Regions from separate parts of the Mus musculus genome. Here region 1 is linked to region 2. Evidence: chromatin contacts called from public ChIA-PET data. All regions are on one chromosome and are shown on one strand. Each heading gives the region's core, a stretch centred on a gene start, on an enhancer-like site or on the middle of the called end of the contact. The rest is flanking DNA. Distances are from core to core; before and after follow the strand shown. Region 1 has its middle 37 kb from the start of 2810001G20Rik. Region 2 holds the start of 9630013K17Rik (RIKEN cDNA 9630013K17 gene).

Region 1 (6,966 bases), core at 1,673-4,172, 150 kb before region 2:
GCAGGCGTATGAGTTCCAAAAAGAGGCCCTGCCTTAGCCTGGCCCCCGCCCTGTCACAGAGAAAGCCTCCTCTAGTCTCAACTAATTTGTGGTGAGACGATCTTCCACATGTACCCCAAACATTTTCCAATACCACTGAGGGCTTCTCTCCATGGAACCATTGCCTTTGCTGTCTACCCAAAACTCCCCACTTGTGTGGTGATCATTCTGTGAATTGTTAAGCATAATCAACATACATCCATATGCCTCCATTGGCACACACAACCCTGAGACATAGACACACAGAGAAAAGAGATCCCTCTGTACAGTCAAAGATAGGAATTAAAACAGTAATGATCATCTGAATTTGAAATGTCAATATAAGCCTGTAATGTATGAATGTGCACGCACGGATATGTATATGTGTGTGTGTGTGTCCCTGCATACATATGAGTGTGTGCATGGCTGTCCTAACTCTGTACTCTGAAGATACCTAAAAGTACATACATCTCTTTTTAAGGGTTACCCTTGCAACAGAAGCCATGGCTCCTTAGAGAAGCAGAGCAGGGCTTCTACATCTGGAACTTGAAAATCTGTTAAGTCAGAAAGCAGAGGTGTGTTTGGACTTATGGGAGTTGAATTCAAAGGCTTCAGGAATCACTTGTCAAAACTCACACTGGCCATTTTTAGCACGACTTGAGTGTCAAAGAGAATAACGACTGCACTTGACCAAATAAAAATTCAAGATTCCATGGTGACTGATAATAAGAAAAAAGAAAAGGAAATTTACTTGTGGCATAGATGATAAGCTATGAAGGAAAACAAACCTTAAGCCAGCAGCTGGATCTAACAGAGAGAGAGAGAGAGAGAGAAAGCAGACAGTCTCCTTATCTACATGTTTTATGGGGGTTTCTGTATGCATCTGGCTGCTTAGTGACTAAAACAAAACACTTATATCTTAAATCTGCCGCCAAACAAATGATGGCGTGAAGGAACCACGGGGATGAAGGATGAGACCCCCCCCCCCAGTTGGTGGAGTTACAGATGACTCTCGTGTCTCTTCTGAATCGCAGTGATCATGTATCACTCTGAGAGCACAAAGCTGCCATCTCCAGCCACTACCCACACTCAGAAATCCCACAATGCTTATCTCTCAGAAATCCCACGTGCTTATCTTTCAATCGTTCTCAATGTCAGCAGCCATACCTCCATTGGTCTCTAGCACTCATCTCCTTCCTTCCTTCCTTCCTTCCTTCCTTCCTTCCTTCCTTCCTTCCTTCCTTCCTTCCTTCCTTCCTTCCTCCCTCCCTCCCTTCCTTCCTTCCTTCCTTCCTTCCTTCCCAAGAAGAGATTGTAGGAAAAGAAATTAGTTACAGATGTCTAGGTTAGGTACAATGCTTTGACAAGGCACATGAGCTACTTTAACTGGGCCCAAATTTCATAGAAGCCATGAAAGTTTGTGAAACTGGACTGCAAAACAATGAGATAAACTAGTGTTGGTTTTGAGTTTTTTTGTTTGTTTTTGTTTTTGGGTTTTTTTTTTTTGTCAGGTACCAAAACTACCCTGACCCACCCTGCTTGGCGGCACCTTTCTTAAGGAGCTTCCACAACGTGAATCTCTCAGCCTCGAAGCAAATTTCATTTTTGGAAACACCTAGAATTTATTCAAAGTCAAGTCTGATGAATAAGATGGTTGACAGAGAATGACATAATTTTTTGGTTTAAAATGAGGTACAATCATGGAACCAGGAGACAGAAGATACGTACTAGCTTGAAAGTCATGCCTGGTGGAAAACTTTACACATTTGGAGCACTGAGTCTTAACTCACTATTTCATTCCCTGGTCATTTCTCTCTCCAAAGGAGGATGTCACATCCCTGATGCTCACTATCCTCCCTCTGGGGGCACTCAATCTTTCAGGACAACCATCGTCCAAGTCAGTGTTGGGAAATGAGTTGAAAGTCTCTACCTTTTCTACTGGGTCTGGAGTCCAACTGCCCTCCATAGCCAATGACCTCAGTTTGTACTTTAATTTGCTGGGCTGTAGCTGATCTCTGAAGCTGACATAGGAGCGCAGCAGCAGCAGCCCCAGCATGCCACACAGTATGGCTCTCTGTTAAGAGATCAGAGCTCTAGAATGTGGCTGGAATGAACACAGGAGGACCAGAAGGTCTTGGGAACTGCCTGTCTGTTCGGGAAACTTAAAAGTAGAGCACTGAGCATCTAGCTGAGCATTGGACAGGTAAATCCCTGTAGATTGGGCTGAGCTTGGAAAAACAGAACAATGCTCCTGACAATAAAATAAAAGGCAGGCAGATGGGGAGACACTGTGAGGCCAGGTTGACTGCCTCTTTCCTTGACCATGCTCAGTATGTGCTGTCGACTAAACCTGCTTCTCACTTGGGCAAACAGTATTAACTGCAAAGTGTGTATGTGTGTGTGTGTGTGTGTGTGTGTGTGTGTGTGTGTGTGTGTCTGCCTGCCTGTCTGTCTGTCTGTCTGTTTGTTGGGCAAAGGGTGGGGCACAAGGAAGGATGAAAAGAGGAGTGGAGGGGAACGCCCAGGAAAAAAATCCTGAAGAAACCACACCCAGCCTCTCCCTCAACCACCAAGGCCGTCAGCAAACCTCAGTGGTCACTTTCATCTCATCAACACATATCTTTTTAGTCTCTTGGGTATCAAATGTGCAGCAGGTATAAGGTGAATCTGGCAGGGGCACAGAAGTCAGTGGAGCATCATCGCTGTCTTCAAGGGACTTGGCACATGTGGCCGTAAGACCCTCACACATACTGTATGGCTGTAGCTGTGAAAAATGGTGATCTTTGAGTTGGTTCTACAAGGATTTTTATTCTTGTCTCTGGCAAACAGAAAGTGTGGAGATTGTTTTGAGACAGCAGCAGAGTCCAGCTTTGGAACCTGAGAGAGAATTAGTTCCATCACACACGCACGCACTAACATTGGATCGGTGATGAACTACACGTACCATGCTGCTCTCATAAGACCTTCCAGTGTTGTCATGCCATCTTAGTTTACAGAAATGTCCTCTGTAATATTCACACAGCAGTCATACAGTTCTCATACAACCATACAATTCTCAGAAGGTATCCCTGTAATTTCATGATGGTATTCCTTAAATGCTTGATGTCCCAGACACTGTACTCTGCCACCTTTACAAGCAAATTGGGGGAGAAGGGATCTGATAAAGCTACTTTGGTTAAATTTACTAAAGTGTTTGGAAATGAAAAGATTCATGAGCTCAAATAGCTTGAGAATGGCTACATAAAACAGATAACAGTAGGATAATTAAACTGATTACGGGTACAGCCAAAACATCGTTTAAAAGACTATTGGGCCATCCCAAAGCATTCTGTGACCCAAATGTAGGGTTTAGTGAAACACAGAAAGGGTCATAAAAGCAATCCTGTTATAACTTTGAGTACTCAAAAGAGGAATTTGTGGTTTGAGTTGAAGATCTGCATTGCAGAAAGTTTCCAAGACCAGGGACAGAGCAAGTCATTTGGAGACTGGGGACAGAGCAGGCAATTTAACACAGCAAGAAAACAGACAAGTCCTTAGACCAAATGAGGAAGGAAAGGAAGAGGCAGCAAGCACATCAGGACAAGCCTTTGCTGTTTTCAATCCCATCACAGACCAAGAAATTCAGAAGCCAAGCTCTCCATGTTTTTACACTGGCTGAATGCTGGTGGACATTACAAGCGGGACATTCCACACCATAAAACTAAGTCTCATGCAAATATTATTTAAATACCATAAAAAGATACAAATAGGCTAGGTGTATAATGAGTATGCAAAACATAAATGAATTTCGAATTTTGTGTTGGACTTGGGACTGGGACCCATCCCTTAGATTTCTCTCTCTCTCTCTCTCTCTCTCTCTCTCTCTCTCTCTCTCTCTCTCTCTCTCTCTGTGTGTGTGTGTGTGTGTGTGTGTGTGTGTGTGTGTGTGTGTGTGTGTGAAATTTTCAAAGCTGAAAACTAGTCTGAACCCTGAAACACGTCTGACCCAAAACTTCTGATCAGTGGCATTAGATCTGTGTGGCAGTCCCTGATCTCTCTTGTCAGTGGTGTTCATTTAGGTCTATCTCACTTTCCTTCCCTCTTTCTATCTAAAACGTATGGTTGCATTTAACGATGATGCTTCTGTTCTTAGCCCATCATGCCCACTAACTCCACAAGAGACGGCGGAGGAAGCAGCCAAGAGCCACACCCAGCACTTGAAACCCAGTACAATTGTAGTAACTGTTTGTTATGTGAATCTCTAATGTGTGGTAAGAAGCCAGAAGCCAGGGGATCCTACAGAAACGGATCGGTTTCACAACACTATTAGTCTGGAGCCGGGCTTCCACTCTGCTCCACTTGCCCGTGTGTTTCCAAGATGTTCTTGCTCCCCTTCTACAGTGCGGTGTGCCCGCTCGTAGTTATTCATGTTTTCCATCCCCCTCACCTGGCATTTAACAATCCTCCCCCATATTTAGTAAGATAATGCAAACATTTTTCCCCTGCCCAGTAGAAACATCTTGTGACCATCTCCAGAGCTCAGTAGTATAAAATATTTCATTCTGGGGTTGTTGTTTTGTTTGTTTTGTTGGGGAGTGAAATAGGGTTTCACCATGTTCTATGTATATCTACTATGCACAGTATAGCCTGAAGCTCCCGGTCTTCCTGCTCCAACTTCAGAAGTGCTGAGATTCCAAGTACAAGCCATCAAGACAGGATTACAAACATCCGTAGGCTGGCAGCATTCACTGTGTTTCCACACCCATAGAACCTAAGAACATCTTGGGTTTTGTGTGCCCTCTTTTTCTGGACCTTGATCTTATAAATAAGTTCTGGGTTCTTGGATTATTGTACCTGGAGTTATAAGAACTATAAAACTGTTCACTGGAGACCACATAACACGTGAATTGCATGATGCAAAGGTGAGCAAGGGGAAGCTGGGTAGAATTCATACTCCACTGTGTCCAACATACATCGGAACATGCATACCGCCCTCTCTGCAATTAATTACCAGCCATTGCCCATCTGGTAAACCATCTGTTTCCTTATACCTAGCTGTTTGCTTAGGACTTTTGGGCTCTTAAATACATGATTGATTACATTATTGCTCATATTTTCAATGTTTCTAGAGGTCCCTAGAAATTTTAGACTTCTGAATATTTAGTATTTGTTCTTCCCCAATGTACTGCAGAGCTCTCTGCATATATGCAAAAAATGGTTATAACCATTTTCTTTCCATCCACACCTACCTATATATTCAGGATCACTTAGCAGTGGTTCTCAACCTGTGAGTCATGACCCCTTTGTGAGTCCATATCAGATATCCTGAATATCTGATATTAGAATTCATAATGGTAACAAAATTACAGTTATGAAGTAACAACAAAATACTTTTATAGTTGGGGTCATCACAACTATCTTAAAGGGTCATAAGATAGGATTAGGATGGCTGAGAACCATTGACTTAATGGGGTACTGACATAGACGAGATTGTTCACACACACATATGCATACAAACACATGTGGACAAAGAAATGACCTAATTCCTTTCAAACACCCATTATCATATTTGTGCTTTGGCCTTAGACACCTTTCCTCCATTGGCAATAAAGTGACATCTTAGCCCTCTATGTAACAAGCTTAGTATCTTCTGTAATGAGCAACTTCCCTTATTTCTAGTCCATCTAAACCAAATATGCGTTACGGTTTCTCACAGACTTTTCAAGACTGAGTTAGATGAGCAATCCTATGGCAAGTAAGGCTATCATGTTCTCTACGAAGCATCAGTGTAATTATTGAGTATATAGTACACCAGAGGATGTGGCCACTATAGACACAGGATGCATCTTAAGCCTGAGGAAGTCTAGATGAGGGTAGTTTGTGAGTGTGTGTTCTGATGAGTGTTAGATGCAATGGCGTATGACTTCTAACCAGCTTCCTCTCGCTCACGTTTTCATCATGCAAACCATGTGTTACATACATCTCAGGAAGAGGGTATAGGGTAACGAAGATGAATTCATTAGCTAAGACCATATAAACAAGTGATAAGGAAGTAATTTGGATCATGAGAGTCTGAAGATTGTTTTTTTGTGGATGCAAATAATCCAAAAAGAGTTTCACAAACTTAAGACCTCTCCGTAGAAATAGTTAAACTCCAGCACCGTGTGGGTACAGCTTAAATACACTGCTTCCTCTAGCTGCCTTCCTAGCATCCCCTCCTCCCAGATCCAGACACTAGATCTAAAGAGGTCACACAACCATCTCCCAAGACGGTGCCTGGTTATGAGACCCTCTCTATTACCAGCTGATATTTTCACTTGTTCGTGCTTACTCAGTTCGTCGCCTGCGTCTCTCTCTTCTAAAGCATGAGCTTCATGGAACAGATATGCTCTGTCCTACATTTGATGAATAAATCCTGGGTGGTCACTTTAAACATGAAAATAGAGTGGGAAAGGTGAGGAAGAGCTAGGAGAGAGGAAGCCTGACAAGGTGAAAGCTGCAGACAAAGGAGCAGTGAGGGAGGAGGGGAGCCCAGGCAGTTCACAAAATACAGAACAGAAACATCAAAACACACTGACTCTCGCACACAAAAACATACACCATCTCAGAGCTGTTAAAGAAGCGCTAGCTAAAACAATTAGTGCTAAAACTGACACCATTTAAAACAGACTTTCAAAGCTGAGAATGCGTGCTATTTCTCAAACTCAGCACTATTTCTGGAGGGTGGGGGTCTGGCTGGGGGGGGGGGGGCAGTTCAGCTTCCAATCCTGGGTAATCGATCACTTGACCCAGCAATTCCTCACTTAGAATTTATCTTAGCAAATAATTAGGCGAAATCGCGCCTCAGGAGCGTGAGGACTGTTTATAAAAGTGAAAAATTGAAAACTGCATAAACGTGTCACGATGGGCAATTAGTTTAATGGATTATGGTGTGTTCGCGCAATCGGTTGGTATGCATCCATTAAATAG
Region 2 (7,245 bases), core at 2,171-4,670:
GACTTGTAGGGAGGTAGGTAGAGAGGGCCAGAGCTTTGTACTTCTTCGCCTTGGAGTGCAGCTGCTCCAGCGTCTGCGATGGAAGGTAGAAAGAGCACCTCCAGGTGGAGAGAGCCCCAAGTGCCTGCCGCGCAGCCTCCTCCTCAGTATTCCTAAGTCCCTCGCAAAGAACTCTATACTCTGGGAATGCCCACTGGTGTTCCTATCTCCAGAGGACTTGTCATGTGGCCTTGTCTCTCCTGTATGGTTGATAAATTAGTCCACTTCCTGCTTCCCTTTGTCTGTCTCTCCATAGAAGTCTATTGCACTGAGGCTGACCACACATGTTAGTCCTCAAAAAAACAGCTTTAAGGTCTGTGACCCTGGAGCTCTGGGACAGCTCCGCTTCCACCAGCTTCCTCAGCTGTCCAATCCTGACATCACAACTGTGGCCAGCCATGGAGCAGGCGAGCTTCATGGCCCACATTTAGAGAGGAGCCTGTTGGGCCAAACCCAACCCCAGCTTTCACCACAGTGGGGTTTTTATCCTTACTAAGACTTTGTGTGGATGCTGAATGCCAGTGGATGGGCTTCAGTAAGGGTAGCAGGTACCCACCAGGCATCCCCAAAGGAATTATCGTGGCAAGAGTACTTGCCGAGGGCTAGTGCTCCTATTTACAGTCCCCACCCTTCTGGGAAGGTACTATGTGGCTGAATTGCTGAGCTTCCTTTGTCAATAGTGACAGAAGAGCATTTCTGGACTTGGGCAGAGGTAGAAATGAGGGAGCCCCCACCCCACATCTGTTTCTTGTAGGAATAATAAATAGTTTTGAAGAGAACTGAAAAATCTCACCAAGTGTCACTAGGAAGACAGCGCTGAGAGCAGGTCTGTGGTCGGGCCAGCATTCTCTCTGCTCTTCACACAAGCACTGTGGATGCGTTTCTCTCTCACACACATAATAAGTAAGGGCATTCTTGTGCTCTGGGGTAGCCACCGCTGAGCAGCAGAGCCTCAGAAAGTCACTGTCCTGAAGACCCACTCCCACAGATGCACAGCTGTTCCCTAGATCACTGCTGTGATTAAAGGGGGGAAAGCTGGTGTTTCTCCCAGGTAGGTCTAAGAAAATGAGGAAGCTTCTTTAAAAGAAGCTGGTCCTAGTGTCATGTGCTAGTAGTAATCCTGGCACTCAGGAGGCTACGGCAGGAGGATTGCTTTAAGTTTGAGGCCACCCTGGGCTACATGGAGAATTCCAGCCCAAACTGGCCTGAGAATGGGATGCAGGCTCTAAAAACCTAAAAGTGAAAAGGAAAGAAAGGACAAGAACAAAGACTTCATGAATGAGTAGGTGGCAGCTCACCTTGTAATGTGCTTCTTGCAGGGGCCATCCCTTGCTCCCCAGAACAAGTGAGGTGCCTTCTCTCTATAGCCTGCAAGTCCTTTCTGTCCCTAAGGTGTTACTTCCCACAGTCTGCAACTCCATTTGTGTTGTCTCCTTCCCTGGCCAGAGCCCAGCAGAGAAACATTAACCCCCCTCCCCCTACCCACCCCCCAAAACAGACCTTGTCCTCTGGCAGGCAGTTGGTATCTGCTGTCAGGGAGGACAGGCGGGCCCAATAAAAATGGGCTTCTTGGAGGAGTGAGGCTGAGGGGATGTGCAGAGCACTCTGTCCGTCCCACCAGGAAGGTGGGCCCCACCACAGCCCTGAGCTGACCCGGTCTGTCCTGCTCCAACTCACCTTATCTTGATGAAGAAAGCAGTTTGTTTTCTTCTCTTCCCAAGCAGCAGCAGTTGAAGCCCATCAGGCAGAGCTGTGGGTGGTTTTCCCACTGCAGTCCATTAAGCAGCGGATCCTAAAGAGATTTCATTTGTGACACGAGCCAAACCCTTACCAACTTCCTCTCAGAGACAGCAGCTTGCTCCTTTTCCAGAACTGAGCTATTGTCTGAGCGCTCTCGTTCTGAGGCGAAGCACAGCCAAAACTTTCAGTTGCACAACAGACTACTGCAGTTGGCACACCAGAGGCTGAGGGGACAGTGAGGGGCAGAGCTGGAGGGAGAGTCCCCATTGCTGCCAATTTCACCATGTCAAGCTTGTTCTTGCTCAGTCATTTCTAGAATAAAACCCACCTGGAGCTCTGAGCCTTACCATCCCTCCCCTGGGCCCTCCTGTCTCCCCTCAGCCATGCCCTGGTTCTGTTACCACAATGAGCTTTCCTTGGCAGAACACTTCCTGCTCTTGTCATAACCCCACCCCATGCTGTGGCTGTCATTACTACTGTATATCATACTCAGCCCAAGGCCTGAGGGTCCAAGACAGCTCGTGAGATCTACTACGGCTTCCCCAAACATGAAGCTCAGGGTCCTTAAGGCCACCCTGTGCCCTGAGAATCTCCACCACCTGACAGTCGCAGAGTTAGCTGTATTGTCCCATCAAAACACGAAGAAGTCTCCGTCACCACCATTTGCTCCTTCAGCTGCTCTAGCCTTCCCTGCCTGCCTTCCAATTCCCAAGAGAACTCCGTGTTAAGATAAGTGCCCTGTGTGTGTCACTGAAACGGGTACCAGGACTCTTGAACTAGAAAGTGCCTCTCTCGTTATTTCCAACAGTCCTCTCCCATGGGAATCCCTCCATTGGGAAGGGTACTACTGGGCATGCTAGTATAGTCTGAGAAGAGGAACCACAACTGAGAAAATGCCTCCATCAGATTGGACTGTAGAGAGCTCTGTTGGGACATTATCATCATCATCATCATCATCAAATTAATATGTTAAGGCCCAGCTCACTGGGTGCAGTGCCACCTCTGGTTAGGAGGTCCTGAGCTATCTAAGAAAGCAGGCTGGGCAAGCCATGTTAGGCAGCCACTGAGCAGTGGCCCTCCATGGTGTCTCAGTTCCCACCTCCAGGTTCCCCCTTGTGTCCCTGCTGAAACCTCTAAACAAACTCTTCCTAACGTTGTCTTTGGTCGCGGTGTTTATCACAGCACTAGAAAGCACACTAAGACAGGAGGGCTGAGACAGATTGCTGGCCACCTGAGCACAGGCCTCCTGAGGAGTTCACTTTGAGGCTGAGAGAGCCTTGCTTTGGAGATGGCCGCTGACACCTAACTGTTCCCTTTTCTCCCCACCCCTCCTCACAGGAGCGCTTCTTCTGGGAGGGATCCTGTACTCCTGGCAATTCCCCCACTTCAATGCCCTGAGCTGGGGCCTCCGTGAAGACTACTCCCGAGGAGGCTACTGTATGATGTCCGTCACCCATCCAGCCCTCTGCCGGCGGGTGGCACTGCGCCACTGCCTGGCCCTGATTGCTCTGTCGACTGCTGCCCCGGTCCTGGACATCACCACCTGGGTCTTCCCTGTCATCTCCCTCCCCATCAACCTGTACATTTCCTACCTCGGCTTCCGCTTCTACGTGGACGCAGACCGCAGGAGCTCAAGGAAACTGTTCTTCTGCAGCCTGTGGCACCTGCCGCTGCTCCTGCTGCTCATGCTCACCTGTAAGCAGCGGCCCGGGCAGGAGGGGGACAAGGGAGAGGCTCCGAGCTGAGAGCCAGCCGGTCTGTGGGGAACATGAGAGCAGACACCTGCAGACAGACACACGGACAGCACTGCCCTGGGCCAGCAGGAAGCGTATTTTGGTGATTCTGGCAAAGAGAGTTGGATGGTGTCAGCTGGTGGCAGATCATCTGGTGCTGTGTCGTCACTTCCCAGTCCTTTTAATATTAATATCCAAACTGCTTCCCAAACAAGAAAGGGACTAGCATATGGGGTCAGTACAAAAAAAAAAAAAAAAAAAAAAAAAAGAATATTTCTTCTCCTGGAAAGTCTTTATGCATCTTTCCCTCCAGCCCTGTGTTCTCTCACCCACATGATATATATGCACATCCTCCTCCCTCCACCCCAGGCCAGCCCCGCCCCCAACACACACACACACACACACACACGCACGTGCGCGCGTGCATACTCACCACCTGGAGGCCACTGTGGTCATTGCTCAAACAGGTGAGTGCTTGTGACCCAACCTCTGTAGTTCCGCATCTGGAAGCTCCCACACACTTCCTCAGAAGAACACATAGTGTGGCTACAGCACCCCTTCTCTGCCAGTAAGATGGGGCCTGCCTAGCTTCCTCTACCCTACCAGTGTTCTCAACCACACATTCCCTGAAGTAACACAACACCTGGCCTGGGCTGCCCACTGGGAGTGGGGATTCCAAACGGTTGCCTGCAGATCCCTGGCCACATTGCCAGCACACACCACCACGTCCAATCCCACCCCAAACCAGGAGTTCAGAAACCCCAGGAAATATGCCACGTGTTCATCATGCTCTCAGGCATGGTCTCAGCATTTCCTTTTGGAAGGGCATCACTCAGCATAACCTGAGGGAGAGGGTGAGCTGCGTCAGCAACCATTTTATGCTCACTTATCTCTTTCGTGCAAACCACATTTCTACACTGGTACCTCCTAAGTCCAGAAGTTGGCCTCCGTGCCCAGTGGTGTTCAGAGAGGGCAGCAGGGCTCCTAGTGGCCATGGGTCCAGCTCTGGAACTCCATGGCCTCTGGTGTAAAATGCAGGGACCTGTAGGTCTTCGGACTGTTGCGTACTCCCCAGGGCTAGAGAGCAATGCTGCCTTAAAATTGTGGAGCTGCCAGAGTTTGAGTTCCTTGATCTCCCAGGGTGCTGGGCCCCGTCAGGATTCCCTCCAGGGCTTTAAGCCACACAGAAAACGGTTCTTGAATTTGGACTGTCCTCTCAAAATGTGGAAGAAAGGCTTTGGCCGTGACCAAAGGGAGAGCACTTGCTTAGCTCTGGGCTCGGGTTTGAACTTAACACCACCACAAAAGGTGGGGAGGATGGTGTCCAGAGTGCCTGCAGACAGTGTGCCCGGTACCTCTGTCTACCTTTTGTAACGTTACCGCCTGGCTGTGTCCTGTGGTAACAGGGAATGGCGATGTCTGCAAAGAGCATCTAGGACTTGTTGCGGCCTTAAAGTCTGTAAAGTGTGTTGATTCTCCTCCTGCTGCAATAAAACAGTTAAAAGAACCTGAGCGTGTGTCCTGTGTTTCCCAGCCATCCCAGGCCTCCTCCAGGAGCTGCCAGCGACAGCGCCTCTGGATTTCCTTCCTTCATTTTTCCTAACTGTAAATTGACAAATTATACTTGTAGCTATTTATAGAGCATCGAGTGGTGTGATTTATGAATCCACATAGCAGGGTCATAGCACAACCGTTGTCTCAAGTGAGCATCACTGGATGGTGGCGATATTTGAAGTTTAGTGGTTTTTGAAATGTATGGTTTTTTTACTGTATTTACCACACAATACAGTTTTTAAAAAATAAATAAATAATGCCCCTCCTCTCCTCCCTCCCTGTCTGGCCATCATCTCCTCTACCTCTCAGCCTCAGCCAGTCAGCCACCCTCCTATTTTAGGGTTAAATAGTTTTTATTTTCTTTTGGTTTGGTTTGGTTTGGTTGTGATAGTGGTTTTGAGACAGGGTCTCATGTAGCCCAGGGATGCCCTAATGTGTGTCTGCCTTCCACGTGCTGGGGCTGCAGTTACATGACACCAACCACAGCCACAGGACAGAGCACACAGAGAAATGAGATTGCATGATGTTGGTCTTTCTACGCCTAGCTTACCTCACTCAGCAAACGCTCCCCATCCCCGCCCCCGCTTCTCTTCATACTGTTGCAGATGATAAACTTTCACTGTTCTTGACTGTTCTGCTGTAAGGACGTATAGCCCACATTATCTGTTAATTGCTACCGTTATTATTTGATCTAAGATGCCATCCAAAGACCATAACTGCCTCGTCTCCGGATTGGGGCGTGGGGGTGATGGAGGCTCTAAGACACAGGGCCTGGTAGGATGTCTTCTGACCTTTGGGAGCCCTTGAAGGGATGACAGGACCCCAGCGCCTTCCTGTCTGTCACTTCCCTGGGTATAAGGTAGTAGCGTTCATCTGGCGCATTCTCCCCTCAGGACAAGCTGCCTTTGCATAGCCTGAGAACTCCAATACCCTGAGCGAGCAAACCTTTCGTCTTTGCTCAGTCACAGTTCTCACAGTTCTGGGATGCTAACATACATTTTCATGCCTAGCACCTTCTCAAAGCCGTCCAGTCTCTGCCAGCTGCCTTCTATTGTCAATCTTCCATAGGCCTTCCCCATCCTGTCTTCCTACTCAGGACCTCTCAGACCTCATTGTATTCTCCAGTGTTCTCTACAGCCATCTTTCATGTAGAGCCCCACACCAGGCTATTGACAAACTTTCCTGAGGACTCCCTGTGCTCAAGGTGACCCCACTCACCAGACACCATGGCTCCCACAGACATCAGGGCTCATGCCTGGCCCGTCTTTCTGGGCACTCTGCTTTCAGGTGTTCTGCAGTCCAGTGTCCTAAGATTCCTACCCAGTAGAGATCTCTTGGAGTCCAAGGGAACATGAACAATAAGGCCTTAGGGGGGTGGGGAGGGCTCAGACTAAAACCCGAAAGGCTGAGCTTATATGAGCAAGTGATTCCCTACCTTTCTAGGCCTAGAACCTTCCTGTATTGACGCCCCCTAGTCCTGGGGTCACAGAGTGGCTATAGTGTGTGATGCTGGCTAGATGCAGGTGCCACCCAGTGTGGAAGGACTTCTATGGATACCGTGACATGGTGGAGAAGGTCTCCAACTTGCAATGGTTGGACTTCGGATTTGGAGCTTCTCTGCAGTATGGAAATGGTACATACCAAATAGAAGTTTGCAAGGAAGTTTGAATTTTGAGCCTTTCTAGGGCTGCCCGGTGCTTTTTTATGTGCCCTCCCCCCACCCACCCACCCCCCACCCCCCACCCCAGCCTTGAGTGGGCTGAATCAGACCTTGTTTGCTGCAGTCAGCTAGCTCACCTAGGGTGAAGGCTTCCAACCTAGGTGCAGTCTATTGTCCCGCCAAGTCTGCAGCTTCCTGCAAGAAGCCACTGCCTGCTGAGCAGCTGAGCTTGTTTTCCTGAGGAGATCCTGGCAACGCGAGGAGATCCTGGCAGAGTGGGAGATGGGTTCCCCACTTTAAAAATCAGACCCTAGAATTAAAGTTGAGCCTTGATTAGAACTTTGTCTTGGCACATTATTTCTCCGGCCATCCATCCCATCCACCCCCAGCTTTCCTTTCAGAACCCAGTAACCTGTGACCACTGGCAGCTACCCTTTTTAGGATGCTGGGCAGCAGCAGCAAGCTGTGACTCTCAAGTCAGCACAGACCTGTGGGGAAACACAGACACTGAGGCACAAT

Evidence for each region. ChIA-PET counts read pairs in DNA pulled down with a chosen protein or histone mark.
Region 1: a contact with region 2 is called in an RNA polymerase II ChIA-PET map of memory CD8 T cells, with 29 read pairs. The contact joins the enhancer-like site here to the promoter of 9630013K17Rik in region 2. A contact is called at or near these places in 2 of 39 promoter capture datasets (hematopoietic stem and progenitor cells and neutrophils), 2 of 484 Hi-C or Micro-C datasets (CD4 T cells and nephron progenitors) and 1 of 115 datasets of contacts at active chromatin or transcription factors (memory CD8 T cells).

The regions. Positions count from the first base shown.
Region 1 is chr11:64,112,522-64,119,487 of GRCm38.p6, reverse strand. No RefSeq gene overlaps it. Among named protein-coding and RNA genes, the nearest start is that of 2810001G20Rik, 37 kb to the right of the region's middle. Within about 2 kb of position 2,922, at least 17 of the 459 cell types and tissues checked have an H3K27ac peak or open chromatin away from gene starts, as enhancers often do. A contact at or near this core is called in memory CD8 T cells, where this site is marked.
Region 2 is chr11:63,960,401-63,967,645 of GRCm38.p6, reverse strand. It overlaps 9630013K17Rik (RIKEN cDNA 9630013K17 gene), which reads right to left and starts at 3,420. Exons shown (of 4, transcript NR_131111.1): 1 at 3,372-3,420; 2 at 1,717-1,831; 3 at 833-1,272; 4 at 1-73. It overlaps Cox10 (heme A:farnesyltransferase cytochrome c oxidase assembly factor 10), which reads left to right. Exons shown (of 7, transcript NM_178379.3): 7 at 3,118-5,019. The coding sequence ends at 3,524. Gm30060 (a long non-coding RNA gene) reads right to left here. Exons shown (of 6, transcript XR_388739.4): 4 at 7,139-7,214; 5 at 6,864-7,036; 6 at 5,256-6,683.